Linked DNA regions of Sus scrofa: region 1 is linked to region 2. Evidence: chromatin contacts called from public Hi-C data. All regions are on one chromosome and are shown on one strand. The core of a region is the stretch at or near the end of the contact, and the rest is flanking DNA. Distances in the headings are between cores, read along the strand shown.

Region 1 (7,244 bases), core at 2,717-5,216, 54 kb after region 2:
AAATACATATTTGTATTTATTTGCATACAAACACAAATAATTTTAAAAACTCAAGAAACTAGCAGTGCTTACCTGTGGTGAGCCTAGGGCTAAGTAGACTCTGAGCCCATGGGTGATGCAGGTGAGAAGGCTAATTTTAAAGATTTTGCTTTTGAACTATGTGAATATATTACATATTATGAAATTAAATTAAGAATAAAAATCTCCCAGTTCTCTGGTGGCTCAGTGGATTAAGGATCTGGGGTTACTACTGCTGTGGCTCTGGTGACTGCTGTGGTGTTAGTTCAATCCCTGGCCCAAGAACTTCCACATTCCAAGGGCATGGCCAAAATAAATTAAAAAAAAAAAAATCTGTAAGGACAACTTGATCCCCTTGCTGTACAGTGGGGAAAAAAAAAAATCTCATACATTTTGATAAAAGTGTAAAATGGTATAATCATTTTGGAAAAAAGTCTGGTCTTTTTTTTTTGCTTTTTTAGAGCTGCACCTGTGGCATATGGAAGTTCCCAGGCTAGGAGTTGAATTGGAGCTTCAGCTGCTGGCCTAGGCCATGACTGTGACCTATACCCCAGCTCATGGCAACTCCAGATCCTTAATCCACTGAGCAAAGCCAGGGATCAAACCCCAGTCCTCATGGATACCAGTCAGATTTGTTACCATTGCGCTACAATGGGAACTCCTGGTCATTCCTTAAAAAAATAAAGATACACCTATACTTTAACCCGGAAAGTCATATGTATTTGCTAAAGAGAAATGAACACATATCCCCGTGCAAAGAATTGTACAGAAATGTTCAAAGCAGTTTTACTGATAACCAAAAATTAAGACAAATCCACACCTCTATCTTCAGGAGAGCAGCAGCTAACCAAGCTCAGTGATGCAGAGGGCGGCTTTCAACAATCACACTGGCACCTGAAATCCAGGGACACGTTTTCAGGAGTTTGGCAAGCCATTTGTCAAGCACAGACTCTATTAAAAATTAAATTATAGGACAAACAAAAGGAATATTCAAAATTGATTCCTTCCTTCCTAATTACTATCTTGTTCCCTGTGCCCTGAGGCTCTGGGGCAGCTTTGGGACCTGCTCAGTGGAACTGAGGACCAGCACTAGGTTTCGAGCTTGCTTCCCGCCTCCCCCTGGACCCTGAAATCTGCTAGGGCAGGAATGCAACTCATCAGATAATACTAATCAGGGCTTAATTTATTGTTTCTTTAGTTTTATAGACTTATGAATATGATGATAAAATATTAATAATGCAGATTAAAATTTAAAAGGGGCGGTGTCTGTGTCATATTATAAATAGCACAAAAACATTTAGAAAACATTCTTCTAATATTCAAAAATTATTACTGTCCTATACAGCAAAGAAGTCATTCATGTCTAATAAGGTTATTTCACTTTGATCTTACTAGGTAACATAAAGGGAAATAGCAACTCAGAGTACTCTGAGACTTGAGAATAATAAATTGTACAAGTTTGTGGTAGCTCAGTATGAAGCAGTAGATAATCAGAGCAGCCCTCTCTTGAACAGCAGCAACTACCCAGCTCAGGTCATGAAATCGATCTTGTCACTCATTGCCTGTATTTTAAAAAATGAACTAAAAGGAGTTCCCATTGTGGCACAGTGGAAACAAATCAGATTGGTAACCATGACGTTGCGTGTTTAATCCCTGGCCTCACACAGTGGGTTAAGGATCCAACATTGCTGTGAGCTGTGGTGTAGGTCACAGATTTGGCTAGGATCCTGCATTGCTGTGGCTGTGGGGTAGGCTGGTGCCTGTGGCTCTGACTCAGCCCCTAGCCTGGGAACCTCCCTATGTGATGGGTGTGGCCCTTAAAAGCAAAATGAAAAATAAAAAATAAAATAAAATTAAAAATGAGCTAGACTGGAAAATAAAAATGCAGAGTGTGTGGCACCAGAGTAAGGTAAATATTGTTTTGTAAAACATTTTTCATATAAAATCTTTGACACGTGTGTTATGTACTGTATTACAAAGCAAATTTATTATTTTACTTCAAACAGTTTGAAAAAGTCAAACAGTTTGAAAATACTGCTTTAGAGTTCCCGTCGTGGCGCAGTGGTTAACGAATCTGACTAGGAACCATGAGGTTGTGGGTTTGGTCCCTGCCCTTGCTCAGATGATTAACGATCCGGCTTTGCCCTGAGCTGTGGTGTAGGTTGCAGACGTGGCTCTGGCGTAGGCTGGCGGCTACAGCTCCGATTCGACCCCTAGCCTGGGAACCTCCATATGCCGAGGGAGCGGCCCTAGAAAAGGTAAAAAGACCAAAAAAAAAAAAAAAAAAAAAAAAAAAAAAAGCTGCTTTAAGGCACTTACATAAAGTAGAATTGTTTAGTCATAGGGTACCTGCACCTTAAAACTTACTAGGTAGTGCTGAGTTGTTCTTCAAAGTGTTTGAAACAAGCTACACTACCTATCCCCAGTAAGAAATGAGCTCTGGTGGTTTTACTTTTTTGTCATATTTAAGATGAACTTCTACATTTTTGCCACAGATAGGTATGAAATTGTATCTCAGCATTTTTTTAAAGTATAGTTGATATATAACACTATCAGTTTCAGGTGTGTTGCAAAGTAATTTAGATGTATGTATATGTATTATATATATAATTTTCAGATTATTTTCCATTATAGCTTACTATGAGATATTGAGTCTTACTCCCTGTGTTATACAGTAAATCCTATTCCTTCTCTATTTTATATATAGTAGTGTGTTCAGGATTTTTTTTTTTTCTTTTTACTGCTGCACCTGCAGCATATGGAAGTTCCTGGGCTAGGGTGTCAAATAGGAACTGCAGCTGAGACCTATACCACAGCCACAGCAACACTGGATCCAAGCCACATTTGCAGCCTATACCGCAGCTTGCAGCAACAGTAACAGCCAGATTCTTAGCCTACTGATAGAGGCTAGGGATCTAACTCCTATCCTCACAAAGACTATGTCAGATTCTTAATCTGCTGAACCACAACGGGAACTCCTAGTCAGGAGTGGTTTTTCTTTCTTTTTTTCTTTTTTTTTTTTTTTTTTTTTTTGTCTTTTTGTGTTTAGGACTACACTTGCGGCATATGGAGGTTCCCAGTCTAGGGCTCCAATCAGAGCTGTAGCCACCGGCCTATACCACAGCCACAGGAACGCAGGATCCAAGCCCTGTCCGCGACCTACACCATAGCTCACGACAATGCCAGATCCTTAACCCACTGAGCAAGGCCAGGGATGGAACCCACAACCTCATGGTTCCTAGTTGGATTCGTTAACCACTGAGCCACGACAGGAACTCCAGGAGTGTTTTAATTTCCATTTCTTAAATATCTGATGTACATCCTTGTAAACAATTTTTGGCTGGAGTTCCTGTTTATTATAGAATAGCGGCCTCAAATAATTACTGGTTTAAAGAGTATTAACTATTTTACATAACTTTGTAAGCCAATTATATGCCAATAAAATTAAAAAAAAGTAAGGAGGAGTTCCCGTCATGGCTCAGTGGTTAACAAATCTGACTAGGAACCATGAGGTTGCTGGTTCGATTCCTGGCCTTGCTCAGTGGGTTAAGGATCTGGCGTTGCCGTCAACTGTGGTGTAGGTTGCAGACAAGGCTCGGGTCCCACGTCGCTGTGGCTCTGGCATAGGCCAGCGGCTACAGCTCCGATTAGACCCCTAGCCTGGGAACCTCTATATGTCGCGGGACTGGCCCAAGAAGTGGAAAAAAGAAAAAAAAAAAAAAAAGAACTATTTTAAAACTCTCGATATTATCAAATTTTACTCCAGGATTGCATCAATTTACAGTTGCACAAGCAAGTTTATGACAGTCACAGTGCTTTCCCCGCCGCAGTTTTTGAGTCACTAGTTCCTCAAAGAAACCCTGCTCGCCTCCTCTTATTGGAAGGTGGTATCTACAAGCACCTTCAGGGTTTACAGCGCCTTTCTAGCTGAAACTTAAGCCCGCCCCGCCCCGTGCGTGCCGTGCGCATGCGCGCCAAGGAGGCGTGACGTCGGACGGCGACCTGGACGCTGGCGTCAGGCAGTTGAGCCGAGGAGCCAGGCAGTGTCCTTGTGCTCCCTTCCTTCTCTGGTACCGGGCCGCGGCCGGAGGCTTTGCAGGTGAATGTTCCTGTTGTTCCCATCCGGACCGGAAGACGCGGACCCCCCCACAGGCCGGGCCTACCCACTCTGCGCCCCTCTAAGGGAACCTCAGGCCCGCCCCCCCTTCCCTACCCCGCCGGCGGTCCCTCCGGAGCCTCCCTCAGGAGACGCCGTCCGTGCACCCCCCACTCCCCGACCCGAGTGCCTCTCCTTCTTTCTCTCCTCTTCTATGCTCCTCCTTTTTCTCTCTGTCCTGTCTTTCCCCCTCCCTTCTCCCCTCTGAAGTCTCGCTGGAGCCTCTCCTAGACCTGCCGCCTGTGCCCTCTCCCGAGCGGACTCATCTTTTCCCCCAGCCTGTTCCTCCGGAGCCTCACCTAGAGCTGCTCGCCCGCACCCTCTCCGGAGCGGACCCTCCCCTCCCCGGTCCTTCGGAGACTCGCCTAGAGCCGTCTGCTTGCCACCCCTTCCCAGCGGACTCCCTTTACCCTTCCTTCTAGTTCCTCCTGAACCTCCCCTAGAGCCATCCGTCTGAGGGCCCTCCAGAGCGGACCCCCCCCCCCGCGCAGTCTTGCTGCTCTCCCAGAGGGTGCTTCCCGCTGGCCAGCAGTCTTTCTGCCCGCTAAGCGCGGGTCTCCGCCCCTGCGGTCTCTGGTTTGGGGGATTTGGGCTCTTTTTGTTTTCCTTCTTGCCGGGAGGTCGCATCCTTAAGGAGTCCGGACTGGCCTTGAAGCTTTGTGTTCGCGGGTGGGGCCTGCCTCAGCGTCGTTTCTCCTACCCTCGGGTTTGCAGTGTTTTTTGTAGTTGCTTGGTTTTGTATTGTATTTTTTTTTTCTCTCACGTTTGATCCTCTGACCTAACCACACTGGGAGCCACAGAAGTTAGGGGTTTTCATTTCGCGTCAGAATAGTGTTTTTTGTTCGTTTTTAACTCAAAAGTAGAGAAATTTACATAGAAGACGCTTCATAAGTGACCCAATAGTAAACTTCCAGGTTTTCAGGGTGAGTGAGAGAAAAGAATGAGGTGGGGCGGTCATAGTGTCAAAAAAAAAAAAAAAAAAATAGATGGGAACGTGGTTAATTCCAAATGCCATTGACTCGTGAGAAACTTTCACATTTCTAGTGCCTTCACTGACTAGGACCGAGTGGAGCCACTGCGAGAGGGAGAGACGCTTTTGCCTAAAGGAAGGGACGTCTAGATAGTTCTGTTTGTTTGTTTTTTAAGGAAACCAGTGCCGGGGCAGGAAGTGACTTGTCTGAATTCACAGAGGGAATTCGGGCCCAAGCTGGGAGTGTCAATTCCCTGATTGTTTACGACCCTTAATATTTGTCTCACAAATTAATGACCAAAATATCTGTGTATATGTGCGTGTGCAGCGAGACTGCCCCTGCTGCTGGTTCTCTTGTGTTCAGTGTTGCCTGGGTCCAGGAAGTTCCTAACCCTGGGCTGGGGCTGATGGTGTAGATAGGAAGTGGGTGTTGGGAAAAGACATCCTGGCTGAGCAGGTGCCTGTCTGGGCTTCCCTTGTCCCTGGTGTTGACTCTGTGTGGTAGTGATGTCTTTATTTAACAACACCCCCCCCCCCCCACAACAGACTGATCTCTAAAGGCAGGAGTCAAACATATGTTGCAGGATTATCCTGGCAGATAAGAATGTCTGGCATGATGTAGCTGGTCAGTAAATGCTTCCTGAAGGAGGCTGCAGAAAAGAACTCAGAAATCAACAACAGTTCTTTACTATCATGTTTTTGTTTCTTTCTTTTCTTTTTTTTGTCTTTTTGCTTTTTCTAGGGCTGCTTCCCGCGGCATATGGACGGTCCCAGGCTAGGGGTCTAATCAGAGCTATAGCGGCCAGTCTACGCCAGAGCCACAGCAATGCCAGATCCAAGCCACGTCTGTGACCTACACCACAGCTCACAGCAACACTGGATCCTTTAACCCACTGAGCAAGGCCAGGGATCGAACCCACAACCTCATGGCTCCTAGTCAGATTCGTTAACCACTGTGCCACGATGAGAACTCCTGTTTCTTTTTCTTTTTTGGCTGCCCTGGGCGTTTGTAATTCCTAGTCTAAGGATCAGATGCAGTTGCAGCCCTGGCCGGAGGATCAAATCTTCGTCCCAGAGCTCCCAGTTCTGTTGGGCCACAGCAGGAACTCTCTCACTAGCTTGTTTTTAATGGTGTTAGCACACTCTGTGGGTAAATTTCCTGAGAAGGACTGAATTTGGGAAATGTGTAGGTCAGTGGTATAGAAGGAATAGAGGCCACTTTTGAGGGAGTCTTATTACTTCCAGGGAAGATAGAGGTTTTTCTTGACTCCTTCTAGAAGGTTTGCTTGCTGTACTTCCCAGCTTGCTATCCTACCTTAATATTTGGATTCTTTCTCTTTTCTTTCTTAATTGGATATATAAAGAACTTACAGAATTACCAAAAATTGCTGAGTAAAAAAAGCCTATTAAAAATGTTACAAAGGAGTTCCCGTCGTGGCGCAGTGGTTAACGAATCTGACTGGGAACCATGAGGTTGCGGGTTCGGTCCCTGCCCTTGCTCAGATGGTTAACGATCCGGCATTGCCGTGAGCTGTGGTGTAGGTTGCAGACGCGGCTCGGATCCTGGGTTGCTGTGGCTCTGGTGTAGGCCAGGGGCTACAGCTCCAATTCGACCCCTAGCCTGGGAACCTCCATATGCCGTGGGAGCGGCCCAAAGAAATAGCAAAAAGAAAAAAAAAAAAAAGTTACAAAAAGTGGATTAGTTGAACCAGTCATATTTTACTGTGTTTTATTGGTTGTATATTTGCTTCTGAATTTGATCATTAGGGCAGAAGGTTGAACTTTGTTGCCTCTTTGTTTTAGTCCTTTTTTTTTTTGGGTACCTGTGGCATATGGAGATTCCCAGGCCAGGGATCCAATGTGAGCTGCATGAGTTCCCTTTATGACTCAAAGGGTTAGGAACCTGACATAGTGTCTGTGAGGATGTGGGTTCAATCCCTGGCCTCGATCAAGGGGTAAGGATCTGGCAAGCTCATTGGGTACAGATGCGGTTCGGATTCTGTGTGTCTGTGGCTCCTATTTGACCCCTAGCCTGGAAACTTCTACATGCTGCAGGTGCTGCCCTTAAAAAAAACCAAATAAACAGAAGAAAAAAAGAAT
Region 2 (6,559 bases), core at 3,215-5,714:
AATTAAAGTACCAAGTGAGCCACAGAGGAAAATTTTACATGTGCCAGTAGCCATCTTTAAAATACAAGAAAGGGGAGTTCCTTTAGTGGCACAGTGGAAACAAATTAGACTGATATCTAATGAGGATGTGGGTATGATCCCTGGCCTTGCTTAGTGGGTTGGGGATCTGGTGTTGCCCTGAGCTGTGGTGTAGGTCAAAGACACAGCTCAGATCCTGCCTTACTGTGGCTGTGGTATAGGCCAGCAGTTGTAGCTCCAATTTGACCCCTACCCTGAGAACTTCCATATGCCACGAGTGTGGCCCTAAAAAACAAAAACAAAAACAAAAAAAAGAAGAAGAAGAAAGAAAGAAAGGAGTTTCCTCATGGCCTAGCAGGTTAAGGAAGTATCCTCCAGTGTTGTCACTGCTGTGGCTCTGGATCCCTGGCCTGGGAACCTCTGCATGCTGCATGCACAGCCAAAAAACAAAAACAAAAAAAAATGAAAAAAAGAAATAGGTGAAACTTAACTTTAATGATGTTTTATTTAACTCAATATATCCAAAATATTTTAGCATGTAAGCAATGGATAAAATATCATTGGTAAAATAGTCACATTCTTTATTTCATACTAAGTGTTCAAAGTTGGTATATCATTCCTTTACTTAGGTGACACCTTCGACAGAGATTAGCCACATTGCAATCCCTGGCTGCCATGGGACCCTGTTTAGCAGAGACAACAAACTTGTAGGTCAAACCACCTTTTTACTTGCTCCCCTACCTTGGGCTTCACAAGCAACCCTTTCCTCTATGGCCGGCTGCTTGCTACAGACTCTGGCCAGGTGGAGGCCACAGGCAGGCAGGGCCAGTGGGGACCCCAGCCAGCCAGCTAGCAATGGAGGCAGGATGCAGAGCTCAGCAGAGGGGGCTGCTCTAAGCCCCAGGATGGGGGCTACCAGTTCACGGCTCTCCTTGGGTCCCTCAGGGGGAAGATCTCCTGGTCAGGAGCTCGGAACTCATCCACTCGGGGGAGCTGACTCGTGTCACACAGCCACAAGCCAAGAGCCAGCAGAGGATGTTTTTTCTCTTTGACCACCAGCTCATCTACTGTAAGAAGGTACCAGAGTCGATCTTTCCTGCTGGACGAGTCTGTTCAGAGCAGAAATGAAGGAGGGAGGCCAAGAGCTGGGCACAGCTGCCCAGAGAAAATGGGCCACCCATAGGCGATTCCTCCCTCCCCATGCCCCCACCCCAGTACCGCAGCCCCTTAGGGCCAGTGGTCAGGCCCCCTGGTCAGGCCCTTAGGGCCGGTGGGGTGGGTGGCCAACAGAGTGAGCTTATTGGCCCAGGACCACAGGGTGGCTCTCACATTCTGACCAGTGCTGCTGACCATCCTTCCTGACCAGTCCCTGCCTGCTCCTCAAGCCAGCTCTTTCCCCCCTGCAAACCTCAGCTCCCTCTCCTTAGCATGGGGATTCTCCCTCCAGCTGCCTTCAGGCCTCCCCTTAGCTGCTGGCTTCTACTCCCCTTTCAAAACCTGGCCCAAGTGGCCCTGGCCTGGCAGCCCTCCTGAGCGCTGGCTCTGAGCCCAGCCCTGGTGGACTGATGCTCTCTTCTGCTGCACAGTGCGGGCCCTGGCCTGCTGTCTGTTCCCGTGGCCACCTTTCCATGAGACTGTGGGTGTTTAGAGACCCCCCGAGGCCAGCCAGTAGCTGTTCATTGATGGCTTCTCCGCCATGGGTTCAACACGTGGTCGTGGGCCTTGCACGGCTCCCTCTTCCTCCTGAGATCACCTTCTGCTGGGGAGGTGGGTATGCAGACCAGCGGCCCTTCCAGTCACAGGGCAGACAGTGAGGCAGGGCCTTGGACCCTTGGAAGTGGTCAGAAGAATGGGTCAGGCTGAGGGGCCAGGCAAGCAGGTGGGCCAGGGGCTCATGGTGTCTCCGGCAGGACCTTCTCCGCCGGGACGTGCTCTACTACAAGGGCCGAGTGGACATGGATGGCCTGGAGGTGGTAGACCTGGAGGATGGGAAGGACAGAGAGCTCCACGTGAGCATCAGGAATGCCTTCCGGCTGCGCTGCAGCCCCACTGGGGAGAGCCACCTGCTGTGCGCCAAGAAGCCAGAGCAGAAGCAGCGCTGGCTCAAGGCCTTCGCCAGGGAGCGGGAGCAGGTGCGGCTGGACCAGGAGACAGGTGCGAGATCCCACCCGGCCTTGCTCTGCCACCATGAGGCCCCGCCCAGCCTTCTTTGCCTCCCAATGCAGAAAAGTCAGCATGACCTTGAGGCTGTGAAAGGCAACTCTCACCCCTGGAGGGCCCCCAGAGTTGAGGCTCCAGGACACATCTTGGTTTTGGCCTCAGGCATGGGTCTGCTGGCCTGCCAGGGGGTCTCTTCCACCACATACACTCAGCTGGAGGGGGCGGTGGGTACCAGAAGCCTTCCCCACCCTCCACGAGCAGGGTGCTTCCCCACTACATTCTCCTCCTGACCTTGGGCCCCTGGCCATCACATTGGGCAGGGGCCGGGTCGGTTCTTGATCTGGGGAAGAGCCTTCCCTACTGTGGAGAGAAAGGATGCTAGCCAGCAGACAGTCTGTGGTCAGGTTGGGGTGAGCGATGGGGTAGTGTGAGGAGTCCCCCGGGAAGAGCACCAGAGCACCCCCTTGGAGAGTCTCCTCTGCCTGGGCCGCCAAGGAGGCTGGTGGGGCAGGATGCTGAGTCCCCGTGGTATATTGGGACCCCAAGTGCTGATGGTGGTGCAGGGTACAGAGACTGTGCTGGTGCCAGGGCAGGGGAGGAGGGGAGGTGAGAGGGCAGCTGGGATCTCTCAGGGAATTGAGGGTCTCATTTGCGGCCCCCTGTCTAGGCTTCTCCATCACCCAGCTGCAGAGGAAGCAGGCCATGCTGAATGCCAGCAAGCAGCAGGCCATCGGGAAGCCCAAAGGTAAGCAGTGGTGGTCCTACCTCCACCCATGGCAGCCTGGCCCCCACCACAATCAAACTGTTTTCTGAGCCCCCCACCCCACCAGAAGCAGAGCTAGCACCTGGGTCCTCGGAGGTACCCGTTGCCCTTTGCAGTGTGTGTTCCCAAAGGTTGGTGGTAAGGGACCAGTGGTGAGGAAGGCTGCCTAGGTACACAGTTGAGTTCCTGCCCCCATCCCCTGAGGCCCCCCAGAGCAGCAGCATCAGTGCCAGCGCTCACTTTCACAGGCAGGACTGCTTCCTGGCAGTTGTCCTCACCACCTCCTGGCAAGGAGCTGACAACCCATTCCTACAGGGACGTTAAATGCTGCCATCACAAGAGCAGGCCCAGGCCACCTGGCTATCACCCCCAGCAGGCTATGGAGGATGGCCCAGGCCCTTGGGTGTGGTCAACCCCAGGACGAGCAAGGGTGGGTGTCAGGCAGCCTGTTCCACCCGCAGGGGCGGCTGCCACTCTGCCCACCTGCTGCTACACACCTCTGACCCCAGCTCTCCTCCCCTGCCCAGCCCTCGGCCGGCCCTACTACCTTACGCGCCAGAAGCACCCGGCCCTGCCCACCAGCCTGCCCCAGCAGCAGGTCTTGGTGCTGGCCGAGCCCAAGCGGAAGCCGTCCACCTTCTGGCACAGCATCAGCCGGCTGGCGCCCTTCCGCAAGTGAGCCCACGCACCCGGCCCCATGGCACCATCTGGATCTGCGCTGCCGGCAGCGTCCAGCTTCTCCATGAGGCTCACCACACCCAGGCCTCCTCTGCCTGTTGTGCAAACTGGAAGTTAGTGGGGCTGAGCATGGGAGGTGCTCAGTGCCCCCATTCTCGGTTTCTTCCCTGCCACTGGGGCGCTGAAGACACCTGCCGGCTGGAGAGGCAGGCCCCCAGCACGTGAACCTCCCACCACTCTCCAGGCCTGTGCAGGGGGGACCCCTGGAAGCCACAGCTCAGGACCCCCCACCAAGCCAGTGCGTGAGAATGGCTGCTTTGGACCCTCTTTGGACATTTAATCATCCCTCCTGCTCCCATTTCCTCTGGGCAGGAGACCGTCTCTGCCTTCAGCCACCTGCAGAGCCAGGCGGTGTGCTCCTCTGCCCTCCAGTTCTCCTTGCAGGCCCCCAGCTGGTGGGCCAGGTAGCCCGCATCCCTGGGGCTAGGAACCGGGAGTTCTGTGCACAAAAACCTCTGGCCTAGAGCCTGCCCGTTTTTGCCTCCCAGTCCCTCTCTCGACACTTCTGGCTGCTGGACACCCTCTCTTCACCTGTGATTGTGTTTGTTTATAGTGGAAAGAAAACAAAACCATTGTCAGCTGAATACTTCTGTCAGAGCTTGTGACCAGTCCACCTGTAGCTGTGGGATGATTCCAGAACCTGGTTCCAGTTTTTTTGTTTGGATTTTGTTTTTCTAACAATGGAGAAAAAGAATTGTTAGTGACACAGACAGATTGCCTTACCCTAAGTGAGCGTGAGAAGCCATAAGGACTGAATTCTGCAGCCCAGCTTCAGGACAGACCCACTCAGAGGCTGGCGGGCACATGGGTTGGAAAGAAGCCCACATCCTGGGGTGGGGGGGAGGGCCGCCCATGAGTGCGGCTGGGGCCTGGCTCGGGGCGCAGAGCTGCCCTGTGGCCTACAGGAATTCAGCAGCATGTACAGTCACTTGCACTATACCGTCTCCAAGCCAGAAACCATTTAATTTCATAAAGAAACTTGTGAAAAATAACCTGGCGGCCAGCCCTTGTTTTCTGTTGGTGTCTGTGCATTTTTCTCCTCCCACACCCCTTTCTGTCCCAGGCCTTTCCTCATCCTTGGAAGGAGCCAGCAGCACCCAGTGGAGAATATAGTTGCAGACCAGGCCCCCAGGGTGCTCTCTGGTGGAGGAAGGCTCAGTGCCTTCAGAGGCTCAGGGGAGCCGGGAGCTGTCTCAGAGCCTCCCTCCCCAGCTGCCCTCAGAGTGCATGGTTTAGCTGAAGTTACCAGCAAATGGGAGTTTGGGGGATAGGCAGTCCGTCACCTTTCTGGGTCTCAGCATCCTCCTTGGTATAATGGGGGAGAATGTGTCTTCCTCCCAGGAGGACCTGTGCCACAGGCCCAGAAAAGGAACAAGGGTGGCTTCCCTCCCCTTCCCCACCAATCACACACATTGCCAAGGTCACTGCAGTTCAGCCTGAAACCCCCAGATCTCCTAACTTGAGAGAACCTACACTATCTCCCATCCAACTCAAGCTGCCTGGAGACAAAACCCATAGGGAAAGAATCATGAAAACAACAATATGCAACACAAGTCAATCTTTATTGAAAACTGCAGTATTAATACATAACAATTCTTATTACAATAAACGTGCTTTTAAGAATTTTAAATCTGAGCTCATCTACTCATCAGATTGCATAAAAAATTAAAATAGTATGAATTTACACATAATGGAATTGGCTCAGGATGGATGTTCTACTCCTTTTTATTATTGATTGACACCTTAAGCTCAATGCAGAGGTGAGGGGTGCCTTTAACACTGGAAGACGATGCTGACTTAAGCTTTAAAAAAGTACCAAGAGAATGGCCTAAAAAAACAGTATTTAAAAATCATTAATTAAAAAAAAATAATAATAAGGAACCGTTTCCTAGTCAATAACAGTGGCTTCCCAGGGCCTCTCTTGAGTGGCTGTCATTGCAACTGCTCCAGGGACACAGAAGAGCTGCCTCAGACCCAGCCCAGCTATTCTGTGGACCCTGGTCTGCCCAAGGACCCATAGGAGACTCCAACAGGGCTGAGGCAGCCCAGATAAGACGCTCGTCGTCTCCAACACACCCATCCTGGAAGCAGAGCCATCTCCTGAAGCTCCCGACAGGTTCCCCAGACAAAATGCTGGCCTTGGTCTTCCTGTCCCAGGTGGTGTTAGTCCTGGGGACTCAATAAGGTTCTGTTCTTCAAATTAATGGGGTGGGGAAAGAGACATCCTCTGAAACATTTTAAGAATAACTGCAACTTTCTACCTGGAAAGATCAGACCCTCCTATGCAGCATGTCATCTGCGGGCTCCTTTCAGAAAGCTCAGGTTGAGTAATAAAGAGCTCAGGAGAGAAAACATGCCAACATTTGAAGTGTGCTCTAGAGAAGGGCCACGTGAGCCGCCCTTCCTCTTTGCAGACCCCTCCTTAGAAAGCACCAAGAGAACAGAAACTGTCTCCCACCTCAGGCCCCACACCCTTAAGCCTACCCTCACACCACCAGAGGGGGTCAGACTGGTGTCCTGTCCTGTCTGGGCAGTGCCCAGGCTGGCAAGAACTGGGGTGCCCAGCCATCAGCTACCAGATGGGGAGGTGGCGGCCGGACTGATCAGGGCAACACTGTTTCTAAATGCTTACACAGCACAGGTGAAGAAGTCTAGGTTTTCTTCTTAAAGTAGGCCCCAATACTGATGCAACCAGTGCCACCGATTAGCATGTCGCAGGCGCCTAAAATATCTATTTCCTCTTGCTTCTCAAGTGCCGATGCCAGCACTGGAGCGAGGCACTGCACACCCAGCCACGGAAGGGCAGGGTGGTACTGAGCAGGCATCCAGCCCAAGGCCCAGGACCGCCCTCGGCTCCTGTAAACACTACCTTTGCATAGC

The links. Hi-C and Micro-C count contacts between places; a contact is called where the count stands out from the background.
Region 1: a Hi-C map of embryonic fibroblasts shows a contact between it and region 2, with 4 times the contacts expected there. The contact joins the promoter of PLEKHB2 here to the enhancer-like site in region 2. A contact is called at or near these places in 5 of 47 Hi-C or Micro-C datasets (embryonic fibroblasts, liver and omental adipose tissue) and 1 of 2 datasets of contacts at active chromatin or transcription factors (alveolar macrophages).

Annotation. Positions count from the first base shown.
Region 1 is chr15:57,424,293-57,431,536 of Sscrofa11.1, forward strand. PLEKHB2 (pleckstrin homology domain-containing family B member 2) reads left to right here and starts at 3,967. Exons shown (of 8, transcript XM_021076267.1): 1 at 3,967-4,117.
Region 2 is chr15:57,369,942-57,376,500 of Sscrofa11.1, forward strand. ARHGEF4 (rho guanine nucleotide exchange factor 4) reads left to right here. Exons shown (of 12, transcript XM_021075746.1): 9 at 964-1,095; 10 at 1,929-2,172; 11 at 2,846-2,923; 12 at 3,469-6,559. The coding sequence ends at 3,620. FAM168B (myelin-associated neurite-outgrowth inhibitor) reads right to left here. Exons shown (of 7, transcript XM_021075749.1): 7 at 5,233-6,559. Among named protein-coding and RNA genes, the nearest start is that of FAM168B, 46 kb to the right of the region's middle. Within about 2 kb of position 4,465, at least 13 of the 83 cell types and tissues checked have an H3K27ac peak or open chromatin away from gene starts, as enhancers often do. A contact at or near this core is called in alveolar macrophages, embryonic fibroblasts and omental adipose tissue, where this site is marked.